2 separate regions of the Bombyx mori genome follow, and region 2 is linked to region 1. Evidence: chromatin contacts called from public Hi-C data. All regions are on one chromosome and are shown on one strand. Each heading gives the region's core, a stretch centred on a gene start, on an enhancer-like site or on the middle of the called end of the contact. The rest is flanking DNA. Distances are from core to core; before and after follow the strand shown. Region 1 holds the start of LOC101736219 (C-terminal-binding protein). Region 2 overlaps LOC101736219 (C-terminal-binding protein).

Region 1 (6,565 bases), core at 1,763-4,262:
TCACTTCTACCACGTGTGAATTGCACACATTTTGTTTTTTTTTTACTAAGAAATTTTCTACTGATGACTTCAAGGCCAACTTCACGGTATAATCATACATACGTGAAGATAAGACGCAAGTGCCGACACTCGCATACATGTAACTATTGTTAGGTGCCATTATACGTTTATCATCCAATTGACGGACGGGTAGAAATAGCCACTTAAACTTTGCTATGTAAAAAATTGGGTTGGCAAATTATGCTCGGTTGCTAAAAGAAAAATGACAATTTTATGGAACAAATTTGAAGTAAAATAATTCCTATGATTATGAAACTCAATCATGAACCATAGAAATATATATTTTAACTACATACTACACTTAAATTCTTAGTGCTTAAAGTTGATGGAAGTTTTTTTCTTTTTTTTTTATTGCCCTTGTAGGCATACGAGCATACGCCTCACCTGACGGTGAGTGATTACCATCGCCCATGGACTTCAGCAATGCCAGGGGCAGAGCCAAGCCGCTGCCTACCATTGAGTATTCTCCACAAGCCTCGTTTGAAGAAGGACAAGTCATAGCGCTCAGAAAACACTGTGGAGGGAAGCTTATTCCAAAGTGAGACTAAAAGGGGTCTTGCAGCCCCAAGTTATTACTAACTTCTGCGGGAACTGTCTGCAAACTCTCTAATCGCTCACCTCATTTCGTTCTAATACCTATACTAAGCACAGAGGACCACCATGGTCATTACTCTGTCATATCTATTAGCCACAATAATTAGAGTTCTACTGAGATTTACATTTTATGTTTCAAGATGAAAAACTGCACAATTGTAGTTTTTAGGTTCCGATAACCACTTGACTAGGAGGAACATGATGCCAGTCCATGTATGAACAATTTCTTTTTATTTAAATCAATATTTTGTATGACTTATACGAGTAAGCACATGTAATTAAATTTAATTCTGTCATAGAATACTATTCGTGCTCTGCCCAGCTAATAAACAGAAAAATCTCACCACTAACATAAACTTCACCACTACACCGTCATTTCTCATAAATAGATGATAAGCTAATACATTAAAGGTTCACTCATTGTCCAGAGGATTTTAAACAATCTGACTTTTTAATGAAAATATGTTGCTCTATATTGTTAATTTAATAATTACATATAATTAGTATAACTAATATGTACATAAGTGACAGTTTTGCCCTAGTATATACACACACACCAATCATGATATTGTCATTGGCCAATATTTGCCCTTTTACAATCTATATTGACACACAATCCACTAAAGTATGGAGGATACAATATATTAGAGACAGTAAAATTAGGTCGGCTCCTGTTTATCTTTAAAGGACCCTGCTTATTTAATGAGTATCAAGACTACAATACAATAATTAACTTAATTTGATTTAAATGAATGAAATGAAAATGAATAATTCAGTTAGATAAACCAACACAAAACAAATTACCACATTACTGTTCGACTTGAAGAAGTTTAATTTTCTCTTGATTATTTTTGCGATTAAGAAGACCTAGAAGTCTGGGTAAATATATCCAGAAATATAAATCAATTAAATTATTCATTCCTTAAACTGTATTTACTTAATCATATGAAACATTTAAAAAAAGATTTCTGTTTTAAGTTTTATTTCTAAAGGCTATGAAAAGTTCACATAATATTAAAACACAATGTATATTTAGGGATAGTTAAGATCCAAATCCAAACTTTCATCGATTTGCAATAGCAAAGTTAAATGAGTGACTAATCATTCCGAAGAACATTTTAGTGTTTTAGAAAATAAAAGTTGTAGAAGTAGTATCTTTCATCAGTATCAATATCTTGAGTGCTGTTATTCTAAATAATTTTCAAATTTTTTGTAAGAGAAATTCATATTTTCTTTTTAGTTAAAATAACTTTATATTGCTTTCCGCCAGTTTAGTTGTGTACTTGATTTAATATTAGTGATTTAAATATTTTAGTTGTGTTACCTCAAAAGTATTTTTATAATAGCAAAATTTGCAAATAGACACTCGGTTCATGTTTAAAAGTTTTGTTATTTTGTAGCATCGTAAACAATATTTCGGCCAATCTCACCTCGTGACATTTAATTGTACAAATTCCAGAGTTATCAGCTCACACACATCACAACCTCACAATTGTCACAAGTTTATTGAAACCGAACTAAATGCTTGATTCTCATTTTAACGACTATTAGTGTTAAGTAATATGAGTCTAAATTCTAGGTAGAGTTTTCTAGAATAGCCGAATCACGATCAACACGTTCTCGTGCGAGCAAGAGATGACGCGTCGGCGTCGCCGCGGGAATGTCGTCGGTCCTCATCGCCACGGCGAGGCAATCACCGCGCACCGATACTATCCGCTTCGACGCTACTTTCAACTTAGCAATTTCGTCAAAGTCAACATAAATAACACTTCGAGTTTATACCTCGCATCACCAAAATTTAAGTCGTTTAGAAAATTAACTTACCGTAAATAAGCGAAATCCAACAACAAAGACCAGCCACGCGCTCCTATTACAGGACACTCACAAATCACGAATGCACAAGGTATATGAGTAAACTAAAATCACAAAATCGTCAATTTTATGAACAGCCGGCTTGCTGAGTCAGTTAGAAGAAAGTTCTTCAGTTTATCGTAGGTAAATTCACTAAACGAAGAAACTAAGCCGCGAAGCACCGCCAGCTACATACAAAATGGCGGATTTGCGTAACGAAAGTGACGCGCTGACGCGCCGATGCTGACAAATAATGGTAGAGTCAGTTAATATTTGTCTATGACAAGTAATTTGACGGCTTTGTTGTAGTCGATTTTGCTTAAAACCGATTTCGTCGCCTTCAGTAAAATTTAACTTTTAAATCTACACAAACACAAAAATATATTTGATTTTTTTACAGAAATAACTATTACAAATTACCCTATCGTTAAAATTCAATATAGATATAAAACTATAAACATATTTGATATTTTTAACAATCAATCAATTCAATTTTGGACACAAACAACGTCGTTTGAATTCGTCGCTTGGCTTAAACCATAACCAATCACCATCAGGTGGGCCATATGCTCGTCTACCTACAACGGCAACAAAAAAAATAAAAAAAGTTAGGATTGGACGAATGATTCATTAAGTTTCCACTAACTTGCGGGGGAAGTTCAAAACGTACAAGTCAAATACCTTTAGCTGTGCGTTGGAATCTGGCCTTCCGGCTTCTATCTTCCTTCTTACTTCTTGTATCCTCACCGCTGAGGGTCATGACTTTTGTGGAGTAGTTTCTGATGGGTTACTTTTTAGCACACTGCAATAAGTCTCCGGTGGAAGAGTGGATAAACATCGGACTAGTTTTATTTCAAATAATTGTAAGTAGTAATAACACGTAGTAACAAATAGTAATATTAACATATTGGGTACACAATCCAACATTTTGTTATTATCTTAACGTTAAAATAGAAGAATAATTAACACGGACGGAATATATTATGCAGTTACCTTATACAAATAGTTTTTTTCAGCATTAGTATGTTAATTTCTGAATCTTGTTCCATATTATTAAAATATCTGTGACAAGCATGTATAAATCATAGATAGCCAAAATTATGATGGGATATACTCGGGTCCTTCCTAAAAGTCAGAGTACTGAAATCCAGCTTATTATTTCATTTCATCTCATGTCATTACATTTTATTTGATTTCATTCAATTTCCTTTTGGTATTGCCGATAGTTCAACTTTTTCATTCCGCTCCTTTTCATTTTTCGAATTAAAAATGTAGGTATGTGAATCATAAAAATTGAAGAACTAAACTCGATACTGGCAGCAATGACATCTTAAAAAAACCGTCTGCCATACTGAAAAAAATAAGAATGTATTGTCTTTGGTTTGCGTTCTGAAATAAAGAAGACTTGAGAAATTTTCTTCATTAAAAGCTGTTTCTGGGGAAGAAATTACAATTATTGGGCAAATTATACATATATTAAGATAAAGAGATACTGGAGGAGATTGCGAAAACAGTTGTTTTAATCTTTAAATGGAAGAGTTTTAGAGGAAAGAAAACAACTGTTGAACTCAGCAGGCAACTATTTTTGAACTTGAAAATCAATCCTTCATCTCTGTGAAATCGCTTGCAAATGACAGAGACAAAATACAAATTTAGCTTGCTCAACTCGCTGGCTGATGAACCACAGGAACATTTGTTTGTCAAAAGAAAAAGATACCCACAACGCAAGGAGTTGATTAAAGGCTCGAATTCAATGAATTAGAGTTAGTATTATTTATTCGGATTTTACGCTTAATGAACTATCATGAAATCAGATTTCAAGTGAAATTATTTGTTTTTGAAAAGTTTCCATTACATTGCGGAATTAATTATATTGCAAGTATTCATTACGTCGTGGTTTTGCGTCCATTTACAAATATTAAGTCAGCTGAGTTTTGTTTTTATTTATATAGGTCATAATTTTGCAATCATCAGCCCGCTCAGACGAATATCGTTTTCAAAATGAATGAGATCAAATCTATGGAGCATGCGACATTGAAGGTAAGTTTAAAATTGTCTATAAAAATGACATCAGCCCTTTTTCTACATGATGGATCGAAACAGATCGATTTAAAAGCCTCGAATATTCGAGTATAAAAAATATGGCAAAAAACTATTCTTAAATTACGAAACTCCAATATTTTTTTATATATTACAAATTAAGTTTATCACAAAAAGGACTTGATATTGCAATATCAAGCATAATTAAGCATTGTATTGATGGTAGGGCATATTGTAAGCTCGCAAGTATAGGTAGCACATATAATTTCTAAAAACAATAAACCATCAAAACTAAAAACTAAACCAACTAAAAGCTAAAAACTAACCAACTAAAAGCTAAAAACTAACCAACTAAAAGCTAAAAACTAATTAAAACTAACTGTAAAAATAAACCAACTGCACAGTTTAAAACGCCATTAATTTATTTTTGGTATATAGGAAGTATAAGCAAATAAGGAAATGAGTATAGCATATATTTAGAATAATTTAGATGATATAAAATGACCGAGAACATGATGTAGAAAATTAATATTGTGAACAAATGTTGTAACAATGGCATAAGCATCTCAGATGAAGTCATTGACTGCTTGGTGAGGTCTGATAATAATGCTTAAATAGATATTTATTTTTGCAATAAAAACAGGTTAGCTTACTTGCAAACTTTTCTAAACAGGTGTTTGGATCATTTCTTCCATCAAAGAATTTTTTTTTATTTTATAGTTTCTACATTTTACAATGTATATAATAATATAATACAATACAATATAATAATAACAGTAATATTTAGTAATTAATTCACATGCTAAATATATTACCATTTTAAATTAGACAAATTGACAAATTTTAGCAGCTATGTAGTGATTACCAGAAAAAATTTAATTATAATAAACAAAGTGAAACTAATGTAGGCAACATAATTATGTCATAGATACTACTAGGACTAGTAGTCATTATCATCATCATCTAGGACTAGTGGTGCTACTAGTAGTAGATGGTGAGTTTTTGGTTGTAGAGGTGAAGTCCCGCAATTAGACCAGTGATGGTAAACATGCCTACTGAATTTTGGCAATGAATGGATGCTTCTTTAGTAACTTGTAATAGTCTTCTCAGCGTTCTTACATCCATTGATATGGGGGCGTTTTTCCTCACCCAAGCAAACGGCTTTCTTGCTTAAATGTAAATACAATAAATCAAATTTGGAATTGATTTTGAACATTTGAATTATAACATTTGCTTAAAAATCTGTTCAAGGACTCTCTGTCATGGAAATGTGAACAGAAGTGTAAACTACAATTTATTATTTTAATCACAGTTTGCAGCTTAAGAATTATGTAACAAAACTATGTATGTATGTATGTACATCAACAATATATATTATAGTATGTATTGTAACTATAATATTGAACTCTTACTATTTACTTAATAATTAAAATCATATCATATCATATCTTTTGAAAGGGCTTGTATTTTTTGTCATAGACTATAAAATGAATCTCATAATAATGAAAGATAATTAGTTATTACTTAAATAGGTACTTAAATATGATAGGTAAGCAATAGGTAAATATAATATTATTAGAATTATTGTTTTTTGAAAACATTACTGATGAATCAGAATTGTAAAATATTCTGTTGCTTTTTAAAACTATATTTGAGTTAGAGAGCTTCTATAAAAGTCCATTGTAACATCTGCCACATAGTCATGATCAAATCTAAATATTTCGCTTGTATTATCACAGAGCTGTAAAAATGTGATTTGAATTTCACCATCGTTTACAGCAACCTTATCAATAACACTCATATTTTTACTCAACAATTTCATTGAACAAAGGATGATTGCAAGTTATTTTATAGATGTTGTCAGTGTCAAAGAATTATTGAATAGGTAGGTAATAGGCAGTAGGCAGAGGCCTGGCTCTGCCCCTGGCATTGCTGAGGTCTATTAGCGACGGTAACCACTCACCATCAGGTGGGCCGTATGCTCGTCTGCCTACAAGGGCAACAAAAAAATAATAATGTA
Region 2 (7,277 bases), core at 149-2,648, 50 kb before region 1:
CGAGACTTTATGAACGCTCACGACGCACTTGTGGGTCGTTGCTCAAAGACAAACCAATTTAGAACTTCGGAGAATCAGTACTCCCGTCTCGAGTTCTAGGGAGTACAAGTATAATAAAGGCAATCAGTAATGCTTCGAACGCGTTCAATTAACTTAATTCACTGCTAACTTACCGAGACGAATTCATAATTAGAACATGCGGGATAAAACACTGATGACCTACTACTTGTTACATGAGACTAGACCAAAATTTGGGGGTCAATCCATAAATTGAAAAGACAAAGTTTTTGTCCGTTAATATATTATTTAATTATTATCGAACGCAGATATTAAGTATTAAGCGGCAGGCAGCGGCTTGGCTCTGCCCCTGGCATTGCTGAAGTCCATGGGCGACGGTAACCATTCACCATCAGGTGGTCCGTATGCTCGTCTGCCTACAAGGGCAATAAAAAAAAAAGATATAGTAAACGTATTTCTCTGTTGTTATATTTATAGTAATGAAATACGTTAATTGAAATTCATAATACTGTTTGTGACTTACTTTGTAGTTAGTATACGTAGACACGTTTCACTGTCCCACAACCTGAAATCAAAACAGAGGTCGATCAATATTTAAGGTCAACGCAAATTGCCAATTAGCCCGAACAATAACTTGATTTAGAATTGAGTTATCGCCCGTCGCGTCGCCGTCGGCCGGGAAACGCGAGCGTCCGAAAATGTGGGGCGTTGTAGTAGTTACGTTGAAATGGACAATGCGCATAAAAAATCAATAAGTGCCGGCCGGGCATGGCCTTGCTGGAGGTCGGTTTACGGCCCTGGGACAAGCCGCCTGCCTGCCTGCCTCTCCTCCCCGCCGCGCCGCACTTTTAACGTTGAAACAAAAAGATCTCGCAAAGTTTCGAGCGCTCCATCCATCTCTTAAACGTTGGGTAAAGAAGATTATTGTGTGTTAAAAACTTAATATTTTTGAACTACTTAATTACGTCAACCTTACATTTTCAAAAGTAATTTAGTCAAACTTTAACATTTAAACTATACATAGGTGGTAGGCAGCGGCTTGACTCTGCCCCTGGCATTGCTGAAGTCCATGGGCGATGGTAACCACTCATCATCAGCTGGGCCGTATGCTCGTCTGCCTACAAGGGCAATAAAAAAAAACATAATATTTTCATTACTTTTGAAAGTAAACACTAACTAAATTTACATGAATTTCTTAGCTCATTGTTTTCAAATAGAACATGAACATTACTATAAAGAAAATGAAAAAAAAACCTCAAACAACCACACCGCTAACCCAATAAAATAATTACGATCAATAACAACTGATAAGCTATCACGAAGCACTAAACTTGATAACGGCGCTGCTGCACCCCGACATAATATAAACTTGGCCATAGTTCAAAGAGTAAACGCCGTCCTATCCATACCGTGCCAAGAGCAATATTTTTAGACGCCGAATGACACAGCAATTTCTGAATACGTAACTACTATATTCGACCGAATGCAGGGATAAACAAACAAAAAAATGGTAAATTTATAGCTAGCGCCTAAAACCATTGGAATTCAATGGTTCGACGTAAAGAATTCGACTTCGGTATCTAAATAGCCGTGCCGTCCGAAGTCGTGTGACGTCAGTCAAAATAAATCACATTCGTTGACGCTCTTTAGACGTAAGAGAATTGAAGAGAACTATTGGAGTTTACTCCTTAAGAATCGATTTACATATATAGGCCCGGGGTATGAAAATTATGGGGACCAAAATCGTACTAGAGAGTATAGCATGTCACACGAAATGCGTTATGCGCCTGATTGGCTCCTGATTGCGTGATGCGTGCGCGCGCCAATCAGGAGCCAACGCGCGGCCGCGTTATCGCAGGTGACGCCGGGCTGCTGCGCCGGCAGTCCGCCACAAAGCCTCGTACTGATCGCGCGTTTCTCTCATTATTGTATTTTCATATATTTGTTAGTCGTTTGTTTTGTGTCTCGTTAATTTGTTAATAATCTGTAGTGTATCGTGTTGTCGTAATATAGAACTATTTCTCGTATTGTTTCGTTTAATTTACCGACATCGTTTTGCTTGTGGTCGGACGCCGTTCGGGTTCGATTCCTGAACGTATCAACTGTTAGTGGGTTGATACCCGAATATAACCCGCTACAAATCATTTATTAATAAAGCTTATTAAATATAAACAATTCCTTCTATCAGTGAATGGACAACTTATATATTAATTGTAAAAGTGAATTATATAGACTTACTTAATTACCGCATCCACGTGTTCCGCAACTCCCGGATCATTCTCACTAGAATACGTAACTTCCATATTTTACTGTATTCAACTGACACAAATTTATATTTATATCCAGTAAACTCCAGTCGTGCGTCGGAGCGGACACACACACTTTTTGGAGTTTACTCCTTTAGAATCGATTTACATATATAGGCCCGGGGTATGAAAATTATGGGGACCAAAATCGTACTAGCATGTCACACGAAATGCGTTATGCGCCTGATTGGCTCCTGATTGCGTGATGCGTGCGCGCGCCAATCAGGAGCCAACGCGCGGCCGCGTTATCGCAGGTGACGCCGGGCTGCTGCGCCGGCAGTCCGCCACAAAGCCTCGTACTGATCGCGCGTTTCTCTCATTATTGTATTTTCATATATTTGTTAGTCGTTTGTTTTGTGTCTCGTTAATTTGTTAATAATCTGTAGTGTATCGTGTTGTCGTAATATAGAACTATTTCTCGTATTGTTTCGTTTAATTTTTTATATCCAGTAAACTCCAGTCGTGCGTCGGAGCGGACACACACACTTTTTTTTTTTTAATTTTTTTAGGCATTTTGTGACTTGGTAACTAAGACCTTTAAGTCATGTCTTATTTTAATTTATATTCTTAATTATAAGGAGTGAAATGAAATGAAATGAAAATGATTGAGACATTAATCAACTGGGATGAAATTAAATGAAATAAGATGAGATGAAATATAATCTCAGTAAAATGGTGGTCATTTACTGAGATTTTTTCAGTGGGCTTTTTGGAGGATCCCGTGAAGTTACGTCCAGCGGCTTTGTTTCATTTCCCACATTTGTGCACTTTCACAGATATTAAACAGTTAAAAAACCACCGTTATTACACATTTAAACCTGAAGAAACACTAAATAGAGAAAATAAAACAAATCACACAACTTCACTCCTCGCGTTCCCGCCAAATAGTCGAAGAGAATTAATAAGCATTACTTATAAGAGCAACGTAACTAAGTAAGTAGTAACGCTAGTCGATAACGATCGATGGCTTAAAAAACGAGGATTTTAAAATATTTTAACATCTGTTATTTACAAACGAAATCGAGTGATTGAATAATGTAATCAAATATATAATTGAATATAGTAAATTGAGCAAATAACACAAAACTATTAATAATTATTGAAAGGATTCAAACGTGCAAACTATGTACTTCTTTTTATATTTTATGTAATTATCATTTTATATTTTCTTGGGTGGACGAATAAGCTCAGGGCCCACCGTGGTAGGCAGCGGCTTGGCTCTGCCCCTGGCATTGCTGAAGTCCATGGGCGACGGTAACCACTCACCATCAGGTGGACCGTATGCTCGACTGCCTACAAAGGCAATAAAAAAAAACCTGAACTTATCTAGTTATCGGAAATCATGAACATCATGATCCTTAAATAATGAAATTATTATTTAAGCCTATATGAAATAACACAAAACATTTCTTAATTGGAGATTCTATGTTTCAATGTGTACTTTGTGTATGAATTTCACGAAACATTAATACTAATGACAGAGTCGAAAATTAGTCGAACATCGAAATATGTTGAAAAAAGCAATTGACATATTTTTTATGGTACCGGTTAAATACAATTTAATGGAAATCACGTGTGTTCGTATCGTTCGTTTCAAATTTGCAAAACAGAAAACATTAATTAAATACATTATCTATATATTAATACGTGAAGCAAAAACTTTGTATCCCTTTTTACGAAAATTGCGCGGACGGAGGAGTATGAAATTTTCTACACTTACAGAATATAGAGAAGAAGTGCACAATGCTAATATTTTTTTAAAAATAATGCATAAAAGATACATTAAATCAATAAAGAAAACATTACACACACTACATTCCATGTATTTGAGGCACACACGCATGCATACTATTTATTGTCAAACTTGACTTGACGTCTGTTGTCAAGTTAAGAATAGATTAAATATTGTTTGTCTTTATTAATATTTCTTTATAGAGTAGCCTTGGCGAAATTTGTGATTATAGAAGTATAAAATACAATCATAATAGTGTACAAACTTACAATTCCAATTAATTATAGTCGAATTTCGACTACTGCAGGACCTCTACGTTTTGTTAATCCACCTACCGCTAGAACGTTCGTTTTAACCACGCCCAAATAAAACCATTATTCATTTACAACAAATGTTACCTTATCGGTAAAGTTATGTGCCTATCGATAAGTTCTACGTATTTTTGGCGTAAAGCGGTTAAGTATATTTGGAGCGTAGGAAAGTACAGCCGTAAAAGCTTACACACTCTACTAACACATTATAATACTGTTACCGCCTCATCGATCTTAAGCCATTTAGTAGGTTCGTAGCCCGCCTTCGTTCAGTCACGCATTACTCTGAACTTGACCTTAGTTAGAATCATCAATCATTCCTTATTATAAGTATTGTAATAAGACCAATGGAGATTGGTTTACACGGTTCTAATGATTGCATTTCACTTAGGGCATATGTATAAGTAATTAAAATACGTGGTTAAAGTAAATTTCATCCAATTTTGATGTTCATATTTTTTTTATTGCTTAGATGGGTAGACGAGCTCACAGCCCACCTGGTGTTAAGTGGTTACTGGAGCCCATAGACATTTACAACGTAAATGCGCCACCCACCTTGAGATATAAGTTCTAAGGTCTCAGTGTAGTTACAACGGCTGCCCTACCCTTCAAACCGAAACGCATTACTGCTTCACGGCAGAAATAGGCAGGGCGGTGGTACCTACCCGTGCGGACTCACAAGAGGTCCTACCACCAGTAATTACGCAAATTATAATTTTGTGGGTTTGATTTCTATTACACGATGTTATTCCTTCACCGTGGAAGTCAATCGTGAACATTTGTTAAGTACGTATTTCATTAGAAAAATTGGTACCCGCATGCGGGATTCGAACACCGGTGCATCGCTAGATACGAATGCACCGAACGTCTTATCCTTTACGCCACGACGACTTCAAAGATATAAATGTTCAAGTGCCATGATGAAATATCATACATGTATATTACCTATTGACGTTACATTGCTGGATCTTCGGATGTTTCACTTTCAGACTTAAAGGGTCTCAAGTCAGCATTGTTATACTGGTTAAATACCAGTATAACAATGCTGACTTGAGACCCGACACAGTTAGTACCGTCGGGTAAACTAAGCATCAAGTTACATGTTACTTTATTTTGGTGGTGTATTATTTTGTAAGAATTACACCAATATAAATATTTTAAGAATACACATAATATATCTTTTTATAAAAAAAACCGTTGCGAGTTCTTAAATAGCTTCACGACGAAAATCAATCAGACTAGAACGAACCCATCTAGGTATTGCCGCCTGTGCCCAATGACATGCCATTCTTCAAATGCGGCTTAAATAGAAAGATCGAGAATTTTTTAAACACGTTCGACGTGTCCACGAATAGCAGTGAGAAACGTTGAAGTGGACCACAGGCACTGCCTCTAATGACACTATCTTAAAGCATAGCATGCTTACCAAATGTATGTTGAAGAATTTTGATTCTAAACCCGAGACACAACGAAATTTGTAAATATGCTTAACGTTCTAGAGTTGTCACTTAACAAAATCATTTTTAAAACATACATTTAAAAAAAAAAACGTTGCTTTCCCACGGTACTCGGGCACATAATGTCACAAGTGCACAGGTTAACTGCGCCTTCATGTTCGCTCGTGCATCCCTTTTTTTTTTTTTTTTTTTTTCGGGGGGAAATCCTCATGGACTACCTTCGCCTAGGGAAAAGCGAAGGGGCGTGCCGGACTCCTACCGGCTAAAACCACCCCGGTGTCCACCCACACGTGCGCGCAGGGCCGCGGGAATCCAAAATTCTTCCGCAGCCCCACACCAGTGCTGGCCCGGTCTATCCAGGCCTCGTCTCCTGCACGGAGTAGTGAGGCGTTCAGCTACTCCGTGCATCGCCTCAGAGGCACGCGCCGACACCCGCATGCGCCTCCGTCTCAGGTCCATCGAATAGGGGGCGAGGGCTTTCCCAAGTCCCTCGCCCCTGGACCCATTCATGGGGGGCGGAAAAGGGCATTGTCCGCCCTTGTTCTGCGCCCGGTGCGCCTTCTGCGGCCGGGAAAGGGAGTCGAGATCTCCCTCTCCCGTTCTGCAGTTTCCTTCTGCGACATCACGTCCTCGTAGAAGGACACCACCGCGTCCCACGACTCTGCGCTGCCGACCATCCTCCGCACTACGGCCGGCAGCGACAGATCGCTTCCTACTTCATTTGTGAGGACACGGCGCTGCTCCTCCCAAGCTACACACTCGGCGAGCGTGTGTGCTCGTGCATCCCTAGCCTAGTGTAAGCAACCTCTGCGGGTAAGTTTTATTCAAACTGGCAAATGCTAAGCGGTGACAGGTTTGAAATTTTCTCGGTAAACTTTATCTATATATATATAAAAATGAATTGCTGTTCGTTAGTCTCGCTAAAACTCGAGAACGGCTGGATCGATTTCGGTAATTTTGGTCTTGAATTATTTGTGGAAGTCCAGAGAAGGTCTAAAAGGTAGATAAATATGAAAATGCTCGGAATTAAATAACAATAACAATTTTGTTTATACTTTGATGTGTCTCCCATCGGACCGGATTCCTTTTGTTTGTTTTAAGTTTATTTTATACAAAAGCTTAGGTCTTTTATTTATCGATTTAGGCACTACGAAGTCTGCCGGGTCAGCTAGTATAGAATAAAAATACGGTCTATAATCTGTATTCGTAATCTGATTCGTGAAAGATTTCAATTATTATTTTTTCGTATCCGTTATGAAAATTTACGACCGTGTAACGTAAGTGGAAGATTTTGAATGAAACGCGTTCAAACGTACAAATATTCCTCTCCACTACATAAACACAGACCCAAGCCTAGTTTTAAAACCGGTCCATCAGAGCAAATGCTATGCAGAGAACAAGTCTAGAAACTACAAACGAGTGAAACAAATGTTATATATGTACATTATATAAA

The links. Hi-C and Micro-C count contacts between places; a contact is called where the count stands out from the background.
Region 2: a Hi-C map of middle silk gland shows a contact between it and region 1, with 1.7 times the contacts expected there. The contact joins the enhancer-like site here to the promoter of LOC101736219 in region 1. A contact is called at or near these places in 3 of 7 Hi-C or Micro-C datasets (middle silk gland and whole pupa).

The regions. Positions count from the first base shown.
Region 1 is chr26:9,958,807-9,965,371 of ASM3026992v2, reverse strand. LOC101736219 (C-terminal-binding protein) reads right to left here and starts at 3,012. Exons shown (of 14, transcript XM_062676354.1): 1 at 2,479-3,012. It overlaps LOC101742668 (E3 ubiquitin-protein transferase MAEA), which reads left to right and starts at 3,915. Exons shown (of 10, transcript XM_012691475.4): 1 at 3,915-4,268; 2 at 4,458-4,545. The coding sequence starts at 4,507.
Region 2 is chr26:10,006,747-10,014,023 of ASM3026992v2, reverse strand. It overlaps LOC101736219 (C-terminal-binding protein), which reads right to left. Exons shown (of 14, transcript XM_062676354.1): 2 at 542-583. Among protein-coding and RNA genes, the nearest start is that of LOC101736219, 48 kb to the right of the region's middle. Within about 2 kb of position 1,398, at least 6 of the 8 cell types and tissues checked have open chromatin away from gene starts, as enhancers often do.